Linked DNA regions of Mus musculus: region 2 is linked to region 1. Evidence: chromatin contacts called from public Hi-C data. All regions are on one chromosome and are shown on one strand. The core of a region is the stretch at or near the end of the contact, and the rest is flanking DNA. Distances in the headings are between cores, read along the strand shown. Region 1 overlaps Cubn (cubilin (intrinsic factor-cobalamin receptor)). Region 2 overlaps Cubn (cubilin (intrinsic factor-cobalamin receptor)).

Region 1 (5,411 bases), core at 147-2,646:
CCATCTAATCATTATTTGTTTTCTATGTATTCCTTCACTGTTTTTTATATTATTTTTTATTTTATATTATTTCCTAGCTAATTACTATATGGGCAGTGATTTAAGAATGCAAAAGTGAGTTTAGCAAGGTCCTATGCTTGACAAACTCTAAATCAGAAGTCAACATCTCCTTGTAAATTTGGTATGATACCTCTCTTTTGCTATGAAAATGGCTGTCCTGAATCTTGGTGTAGGCTTTGGAGTACCAGACCCAGTTTCTAATCTTAACAAGTTTGGCTTGGGCAATATACAAAGCTATGCTGCCTTGGTCTTCTATTCTATAAAATGGACACATTTATCTTTGTAGAGGTCTGTAGTGTTGATTAAACTAGATAAACCTCTGTATTTATTTGACAACTGAGTACAGCTCTAACCAGCAAATTTGTCTTGAGAGGTTGACAGAGACTGGGATCCATACTTTCTATGAAGAAGAACAATCATGCATAACTACTGTGTCCTCCTGGGAGATTAATTCATATTGTTATGCAATAACATCTGAAAATGACTTATCTATGATTTCCATTTTTCTTGATTTAGAAATACACACACACACACACACACACACACACACACACACACACACATATCTCATCATCCTTTTCGACCAAAAAGCATTTGGTTGAAAACTCTAATTATACATGTACACATGTATTTGCATAACATATTTGTTGACCATTTTGCTTCCAAAGAGTATATTTGGTGTTTGGCTTTTTCTTCCAATTGGAGAATTTAACATTTAATACATTTTTGTGCAACAGAATTACTGATGTTGCCTGATTTCACTCAACCTTTGTGCTCTTTTCTCTTTGTCCTTCCTCTTTGTACTCTTTGTATGTTCCCTTAGCCATCCTTTCTTGCCTTTAAATGTTTTATTGCATTTAACTTGCCACTTATCGTGTGTGCATGTGTTTTGGATTGCGTGTCACAGTGCCCAGAACTTTGCAGGAGTCTTCCTGCTGTGTGGGTCTCGGGGACTGAACCCCATTCTTCAGCCTCGGGGCGGGCTCTTTTCGTCTGCTGACCTACCTCTCTCACTCCTTTTCTTTGCTTCTTAAAAAAAAAAAGTAATCACCTTTTATGTTATTTCACACACAATCTGTTATTTTAGCTCTTACCTTATAGACCATACTATTTATCTGTGGCTTGAATTTCTTTGAATTAGTATGGTGCCTACAGAATAGCTCATAGAGTTCATCTCAGTGAAGACAGTAAGAAGTGAACAACAGTCCTTGGCTTTATTTCTTGAGAGTGGCCACACCCCACCAAGCCCCCTTTTGATATAGATCTAAGTATACAGCAGAATGAATGGAAACCTGGGCTTAGGCTGCTACCTAGTGTTGACAAATCAGAGGTGCCTGTGCACAAAACAGACAAAGCCAGTCTCTGTACCGTCTTTACAGGCACAGCATTCTGTCCTTATAGAGATCCTGCTGGTCTTGGCAAACGTTGACCAAGGGAAGGAAGAGTTGTCATGCTGCGGTTTGATGCCTAGACTATTTAAGAAGTAGCTTTTGTGAACTGTAGTTACTCAACTGAGATTTGAAGGACTAGTCTTACCACATCATCCATGACTCACTATAATCTAATTTAAAAATAGCATTTTTATCATTTTATGATCAGTTCAGTGGCCTTAGAACATTATGCATGTGCCTTCATTTAAATGTGTACCCAGATATTCCATCTCCTTTAGTGATTACAAATGATGTGTTTTTCAGTCTTTTCCCTCTCTTGCACATTGCTAATACATAGAAATGTTACAGGTTTTGATGTGCTGTTATACATATTCAGATTTTGACTGACTGTATTCTTGGGTCTAAGAACTATCATACATATTCAGGTTTTGAGTGACTGGATTCGTGGGTCTAAGAGTGTATTTGCATATCCCTCAGAATTGTTCTATAAGGAGAAGAATGGCATCTGCAAACAGTGACACCTGGATTCCTTCCTTTCCAGGCTTTTGTTCCCTTAAGTATTAACGGCCAAGACTTTAATAGTGATGATTAAGAGTTGTAAGAAAACCACCATTTCTTGTCCTCATCTTGAAGGGCTGATTAACTGTTTACCTTTACCTTTGCTACTAGAGACTCACAGGATGGCTTGCTCATCTGAGTACTTGCCATGCAAGTTGCAATCCTCAGCACACAGATAAAAAGCCAAGCACAGAGGTGTGCATCTATAATCTCAATGCTGGGAGTTAGCCAGGAAGATCCATAGTGTTTGCTGGCCAGGCTAGCCAAATTAGCAAGCTCCAGATTCAGTAAGAGGCTCTATTTCAAAATATAATATGAAGAACCATTGAAAAAGAGACTGGATATCAGCCTATTGCTTTCCCAGGCATGAACACACACACACACACACACACACACACACACACACACACACCCTTCTTTCAAAAGTTTGCTAATAGCTCTAAGTTCTACAGGTATTCTTTATCAAACTGAGAAATTTCCCTTCTAATCTTAGTTTTCTGGGAGGTTTTTAACCTGAGGTTGTGCAGTATTCTACAAAATCCTTTTATAGAAATAGAGACAGCAAGTTCATCAGAAACCACGTTGAATCCTTAAGCAGATTCATAACGCTGGAGCAGCTGACACAACAGCTGTGAAAGTCCCAGTGAGGTTTACTCCAACTAAGGATGCCGAAGCCCAAGCTCCACAATCTGAAGAGAAGCCACCGTGATGTGACACACTCTGTCTGATGAGGGCACTGCTTTTAGATGCATCTGTGTTACAACGCCCCCAGTCACAGATGTTCCTGAAAGACAGGACTATACTAAAGTCAGGGTGATCTTTATCTTAAGTGCAGCTGCTCCCTAACCTCCAGAGACAGGCAAAGACCTCAAGAAGGTGCTGTCAGTCCTCAAAATAACTTCTTAATAAGCAGTCTCCCTCCACTAAAGCAGCTAAGATGTTTCTCCTAGATATGGCAGATATTTCTTCCCTTATCAGACTAATGCTGCCTTCAGCTTCACTCTGAAGTTTAATCTTTCAGGATTCAGTTACTGACTCAATTAAATAGATCTGGCCGAATCTCTGCTGAATATGGGTTTATACCTCCAGGAGGTCTCCCAGCTCCTGCCCCACACCTCTGTGCAAACATTTTTTTCTCCCAACCGAAGAAATAGCTCCTGATAGTTAAATACAGAAGAATGCTATAGTGATATTTGTTCTTGGGTACAAGGTATGTCATCAAAGTGGTTCTGGTAGAGTCTGACTGGTGAGAAAGGTGCTGGTCACTAAGCATTTTCTAAATGAATATATATATATATATATATATATATATATATATATATATATATATATACACACACACACACACTGTAACAGGAAACATGATCAATTTGTGATGTTGAAGCAGAACAATGTTAGGATATCTTTACCAGAAAGAAGGAACTTCAAGTTAGCAATTCAGAAAATACAGGTATACATGGGACTGTACCCTAGTTATTATTTATATTATAACTTGGCACTCCAGGTATGTGGGCACAGAGATGTGGCCTTCACTCTTTGTAGCATTGCTCCCTTTTTCTGTTAACATTACTGTTTACATCCTCCAAAGGCACACACTTGCATTTCCATCTGCCTTAGGAAAATTGGAAGCACAGAGAAGCTGCACTCTGTATAAATACTAAAACGGGACACTTTCTACCATCTTCATTTCCAGAACCCTGCAAATCCCCATCTGCTCACGTGATACTGTGTTTCTTTCAGTTACTTGGCTATTTTGGCCAAAGTTATCTGACTGATAATATTGGTTAACATTAGGTGATATTAGCTTTCCATTTTCTTTATTCTGTATTATATGAATTGACTTTTTTACAACAGTAAGACAAATTCTCTCTCTCTCTCTCTCTCTCTCTCTCTCTCTCTCTGTCTGTGTGTGTGTGTGTGGGGGGGGGAGGGGGTATGTATGTGCTGCAATGGTGACACTGTATAGCCAGCTGTTCTGATATCAGTAGCTTATAACAAAAGCATTTATGGGTACTCAGAGTCACTAGCCTGCCTCCATACCAGGCATATCTACCTCATGACACTACTTTTATTAGTAGTGGTATTGCTACCACGGTATGGTAAGTGTGCATAATGCCATTTACTTTGAGACAAGTCACTGTTCTCTTATTAACTTGTTGGCAATAATTAACACACAAATAGTGTTAAAATCTACAGGTTAATTTTTTAAAAGCAACAGTTCATTTCTTGAGGCTGATATATTAATGGAGTGATGTATGTTAAGTTCAAACTCCACTGCCTCTTGCTAATCCAGATTGGATATTGTAGCAGTGGTCTCATCTCTGACGTTAGCTCCCCTAGTCAGCTTTTCCTGTAATATGCTACTACCAGATTCAATTTCAGTTCAAATGATACTACTACTCCTGTAATCAAAAATCCTTCCAAGAGGCTGTAGACGGCTTAAGGGTTAACTACTTTTCTAGTGTATTAAAGCTCATTCACAACACACAGAGAGGCGGTTCACAATGCATACATCTCCAGCTCCAAGCAATCTAACTCTTCACCCTTCTGGCCTTGACAGGCACTCACACACATGTAGCAGTTGCTCACACATACAGTTAATGATGATAATAATAATAATAATAATAATAATAATAATAATAATAATAATAAATATTCCAAGTGGATCCTCACTATCCATAGGACAAAATCAAAGGCTTTTTATGGTCTAGTTTTGAGCTCTATTATGGTCCTTCATTTGTCTCATAGTTTTCAGATCAAAATTGTGCCTTCCTATGCTCAGCCTGGTGTGATCTTGCTGGGGACAAAGTGACATGCTTCCTTCTCCTAGGACAGAGCCCTGCAGGGAGTGAGTCTCCACCAGTGTCCATGGCTGCTATGGGCATAAGGTTTGTTTGTATAGCAATGTACATATTTTCTGGAGCCAGTACTAGCAGTGGAGGACTCTCCTCCTGAAGAATGCCCTCCCTGTTAATGTTAATGACTTCATAATAATTAGAAACATCACTAGTTCAGGAGTTGAGGGTGTTGCTATGTCTCAGCAAAATGGTAGATGCTGGGACCTTCAGGACAGCCCTCAAGGCTGTGGAAAATAACTCTGAAACCATGAGTTTAAATATATATGATTTTTTTCAACTATACAAAAATATAAGGATGCAATATGAATTATGAGGAGCTTCATGAATCTAAAGGGACAAAGGCAGCTACACTATGAGCCAGCCTATCAGAAAGATGCAAAGGCAGATAGATTTCCGAGTTCAAGGTCAGCCTAGAACAAAGCAAGGTTAGGCCCAGATGTGGTAGGAAGGTCAAAAACAGAAAATAAGTTGTGCTTGTGTCTAGTGCAAGGCTGCAGACCATTCATTTGTGTACTAATTTAATATTATTTTTGTTGTGATTACT
Region 2 (4,993 bases), core at 2,208-4,707, 180 kb before region 1:
AGCCATTGCTATTTGTTTTCTAGCATTATTTTTCATACTTACCCTATAAAAGGGAAAAAGGGGTGGGGACCTGTAGCATTCACAATTTACAACTCTTCATTGCATGTCAAGGATGTGAGATACACACACAAGAAAGGAGAGGAAGAAGGAGAGAGGGAGAGACAGTGTTGTTTTTCAGAGGGAGGTAGCATACCCTTACAAGACAGGACTGAACTCGCTCTTGTTCCCTACGCACAGGAAAGCTGAAGGATTTCTGCTAACTCTTGGCTCCTGGTTGTTTCTAGATGCTGCCCTCATAGATTTACTGGGGGGCATTTGAAAGCAGAGCATTCAACTCTTAACTCTTAATTTCTTGGTATGAAAATGGTTTATGTAGCCTTGAGAATCCAAGTTGAGTACATCTTTTTTTTTTTTTTTTTTTTTTTTTTTTTTTTTGGTTTTTGGTTTTTGAGACAGGGTTTCTCTGTAGCCCTGGCTGTCCTGGAACTCACTTTGTAGACCAGGCTGGCCTCCAACTCAGAAATCTGCCTGCCTCTGCCTCCCAAGTGCTGGGATTAAAGGTGTGCGTCACTATGCCCAGCAAGTTGAATACATCTTAAATACATGAATTGAGGTATATTCCAGGAACTTGTCTCTATATGTATGTTTTCCTGTATTCGTGCATGGATGCACATGTATGTAGCAGCCAGGGAACAACCTCAGATGTCTCTCCTCAGGTGCCATCTACCTTGGGTTTTGTTTGTTGTTTTTGTTGTTGTAATTTTTATTATTTTTAAAATTTTATATGTCTGAGTGCTTTGCCTGCATGCATATCTGTGTACCACATGCATGCCTAGTGCTCACATAGGACAGAAGAAGTGTTTACTTCCTGGAGTTACAGATGGTTGTGAGTTGCCCTGTGAGTGCTGGGAACCACACCCAGGTACCCTGGAAAGGCAGCAAGTGCCTTTAACTGCCTACACATTTCTAGCCCCTCAGCTTGTATTTTAGACAGTCTCCCATTGGCCTGGAAAGTGCCAAGTAGACCAGGCTGACTGGCCAGCCAGACCCAGGGGCCCTCCTCTCCCTGACGCTCCATTACCAAGATTATTAGCGTAAGCCACAGTGCCTAGACCTTTTTTCCCTCTCTCCTTTTTCAATGGGTTCTGGGCATTGAGCTCTTGTCTTCACACTTACAAGACAAGCAATTCACTGGCTAAGCCATTATCCACCCTCAACATCTCGAAGGGATGAAATAAAATATATACTGCTCATGAGCATAAAATTTAGTTTTTGCTTTGTGAGTCTGTATGTAATAAAACACTGAGCATTTAAACCATTCCTGGAATTCTGTTAAGTCTGGGAAGTTAAAATGCTTAATTACCTGTAGTTTCACTGGGCTCAGAAGCTCCTTTGTGAAACTGAACCATGAATTTGATAAGGAAACCATGAGCTGCTGTTGAATGATCTTAGTTAGCAATGTGGGTATGGCAGGCAATTAGAAAATTCTGTGAGTCAGCTTAGTTGGGGGAAATGGAATTCTTTCTTCACAAGTTTAACAATTCATCATTATGAATGTCTTTGAGAAGATGAGGCATCATGTAAGTACTAGTAGTTGGGATCCCTGTTTTATTGGCAATTTCTTTTCTTTTGGTCCCCCACCCCACTTTGGAAAAGTTTCTTCTTTAGAGTGATGGGTATAGGACAGGATAAACTTTCACCTGTTTCAACTAATTCCTGAGGTTTTGCCTCCAGCTGCCATGAGAGCCAAGAGAAAGGCAGTTTTCTCTTCTCGGTATTATTGTCTCCTAATCATTGTGAACGTTGCTTCTGATTGTCTCCTGACTTGCTTTGTATGTAAGCTAGCTCTTAGGGTCTGGCTTTGCCACCCCTGGGTGGTACATGTACTTACAGTGAGAACCTACAAGGCTTTCTAGGAAGAAAACAAGCTGTGTTTACTCCCAGGCACACAGTGCTGACGTGGTACATCTTATGCTATCTCCATATCATTGGTGGAATTTAAAGCATTGCAAAGTTGAAGTAGTGAAGATAATTCTGTTAGGCATTTGTGCTAGTTAGGTATTACATTTTATTAATTCTTTTCAGTTATCCAATGTACTGATATTGAGCCATGGACTCTAAGACAAATTAACTAGGACTATGGAAGGATATTTCAGTGTCTTCTCAATTGGCAAGTGCAGTTTCTGAAGACCGAAAGCCTAGTTTCATTCTACTAGGATAAAACCAACAATAAAAAGGTGACTTTTTGTTTGTTTGTTTGTTTTAAAAAAACAAAAACTAGTAACCAAGAGCTTGAGAGATGGATCAGCAGGTGAATACACTTGTTGCAAAAGCTCAGTGACCTAATAGGATCCCTGGATCCTATGGTAGGAGAGAGCCGACTCCTGACTTAACACACACACTGTGGTATGAACATAGCCACACACCAACCTACACATCATGCATACACATACACACATAATAAATAAAATTTAAAAGGAATTACTATCAAAGGCAGGAATACTACTAAGGTAGTTTAAAAAACATATGCCTTTTATTATTGCTTCATAAATATTTATTCCTTTAAAAGCCATACTGAGTCACTTTGAAAACATATTTCACATACAAATGCTATTATATTATAAAGTCCATGGAAAATTTTCATACTCACTTTACTCTTGAGAACAGAAATGTAACACAGAAAAATAACGGAGCTGAGTAAAGCAGACCTGGGTTTCTCTTCATCTTCTCTCATACATTGGTTCTGTGGCTGTAGGCAATCTTATTTGCTGCATTCCTGTAAAATAAGATGAAAACATTTGCTTTTGAAGATCATAGCAAGAAAGGCTATAGTTTACTTGTTTGTTTTCTTTTCTCCTCCTCCTTCTCTTCCCCCTCCTCCTCACTCCTCTTCCTCCTCCTCCATTTCTCCTTCTCCTTCTCGTTGCTGTTGTTGTTGTTGTTGTTGTTGTTGTTGTTGTTGTTCTTCTTCTTCTTCTTCTTCTTCTTCTTCTTCTTCTTCTTCTTCTTCTTCTTCTTCTTCTTCTTCTCCTTCTCCTTCTCCTTCTCCTTCTCCTTCTCCTTCTCCTTCTCCTTCTCCTTCTCCTTCTCCTCTTCCTCCTCCTCTTCCTCCTCCTCCTCCTCCTCCTCCTCCTCCCCCTCCTCCTCCTCCTTCTTCTTGTTGTTCTTTTCCTCCTTCTTCTGATTCTGGCTCTTCTTGTTTTTCTTCCTCCTCCTCCTCCTCTTCCTCTTCTTCCTCCTCTTCTTCTTCCTTTTCTCCTTCCTTTAATATTTAAATTAAGTGAAAGAAGTCTACTTTGCATATTGTTTGAAAGACTATAAGATTTATGTCCACTCAGCTCCAAGTGACAATGGCTAGGAAGAAGTAAGTGAGAGCTAAGGAGAGAGGGTTGCCCTCAGACACTTGAGCCCAATCTACTCTGACATCATAAGTAGTTTTCCAGTGGTTAGGTATTTAGCTATTAGAGAAACATACTTCTGAGTACTTCCTCAAGAGAAAGACCTTTGGATGAGGCATCATGAGTCAGTACCTTGTCAGAGGTGAATGTTTAGTGCATCTGTTCCGGATTTACACTTTCATCACTTTGTCCCAGCGGTTCCCAAATACCCTAATAGTCCTTGCATGGAAAATGCATTTAGAAAAACTTGTAATAATTGGTTCTGAGTTGTTTTGTTTTACATGTCAAACTTACAGAGTAAATATTTAGCAATGAATCAAATGCTTAAATATGTATAAGAAATGCTTAAAAATATGATAATCCCAAAGAGTATAATTTGCTTCCCTGGAAGAATGAGTTAGTGAAGAGGAGAGATAACAGGGCATAAGGGAAAGCATGGAAAAAGATGAGTAGCTATTAGATAGGGAGCGAACATCAAATCTAAGTCTAATTACTAATTATTATTAATTCATGACCTGGTTTTAATGAGTAAAGAAATCTTGGAATGCTCATAGACATTATTTATTAATTAAATAACTTTTCTATAATTACATAGTAGTGCTATAAATTACATGCAACATACTTACATATTTTTAAAGTATTCATTTACCTGAGATAGAAATTTAACTGTGTCCCCTGTATTCTAAGTTGGTAAGTCTGGCAGCTCTAAATGGTAGTGCATAGATTGTGGTTTTCCATATCTGTCCTCTCCATTTCTGGCAATACACATTGAACTCTTTTTACTTGGAAGTGACTCTGGGTATCACCCCAGCAATTGTTTCTCAATCCAGCCCTGACATGCCTTGATTGTTTCAAACTCACTTCTTGCACTATCACACTTTGACATCTGTGATTATTAGCTGAGCTCCTGGTACTGAATGCATAGTGCTACAACAACCTTTCTGCTTTGTAGCGAGTCTTCCTTTCCAGGAGCCTCAGGAAGTAGCTCAAGGTCCCTGACATGAGAGACAAACATGTTCTCCAGATCCTCCCTCGTCCTCCTCTGGCATTAGCACTGACATTCAGTTCCCTTTGGGATGAATCTCTGCTGGGGTCTAACCATGACCTCTGTGCTTGGCTTTTCCACTCCCTAGGATGTGCTCACACTTAGTCTTTGTGAGTCCTTCACCCCCACCACATCTCTCAACCTTACAAGATCCCTTTCCTATGCTTTGCAGAAATACAGCTAAGCCAGCAACTTAAAAAGTCACAACTAAACAAACTTCCCCTATTTGATTTCTGTTTACCTCACATTTCTAGTGGTAGTGCATCTCTTAGTATTTAGGAACCGTATGATGATTATATTTTGTTATGCATTAAAGTATGACTGTGAAGGAAATGTCCCCACTATTGACAACATCTCTTCCTGAAAGAATACATATTTCCTCTGTAATAGAAAGGCCCCTGGCAGAGACCATCACCTGCGCTTCTTGACAGGTGCTATAGGATGAATGCAGTGAACTTGCTGATCTCCCGTTTCCCTTCTTGAATGAACTCCATTACCCATGATTTACAGACACCTGACTTTTGACAGTACTGTTTGATGACTGAGATCA

Evidence for each region. A called contact is a pair of places that touch in the nucleus more often than the background predicts.
Region 2: a Hi-C map of pancreatic cancer cells shows a contact between it and region 1, with 3 times the contacts expected there. The contact joins two enhancer-like sites. A contact is called at or near these places in 1 of 15 datasets of contacts at CTCF or cohesin (large pre-B cells), 4 of 484 Hi-C or Micro-C datasets (the N1E-115 cell line, bone marrow-derived macrophages, embryonic fibroblasts and 1 more), 3 of 115 datasets of contacts at active chromatin or transcription factors (CD8 T cells, extraembryonic endoderm stem cells and pancreatic cancer cells) and 1 of 9 other capture datasets (embryonic stem cells).

What each region holds. Positions count from the first base shown.
Region 1 is chr2:13,295,271-13,300,681 of GRCm38.p6, reverse strand. The region is part of intron 59 of Cubn (cubilin (intrinsic factor-cobalamin receptor)); the gene reads left to right. The region is part of intron 2 of Gm13270 (a long non-coding RNA gene); the gene reads right to left. Among named protein-coding and RNA genes, the nearest start is that of Gm13270, 26 kb to the right of the region's middle. Within about 2 kb of position 1,396, at least 35 of the 459 cell types and tissues checked have an H3K27ac peak or open chromatin away from gene starts, as enhancers often do. A contact at or near this core is called in pancreatic cancer cells, where this site is marked.
Region 2 is chr2:13,479,460-13,484,452 of GRCm38.p6, reverse strand. All of the region lies in intron 6 of Cubn (cubilin (intrinsic factor-cobalamin receptor)), which reads left to right. Among named protein-coding and RNA genes, the nearest start is that of Cubn, 9.9 kb to the left of the region's middle. Within about 2 kb of position 3,457, at least 23 of the 459 cell types and tissues checked have an H3K27ac peak or open chromatin away from gene starts, as enhancers often do. A contact at or near this core is called in pancreatic cancer cells, where this site is marked.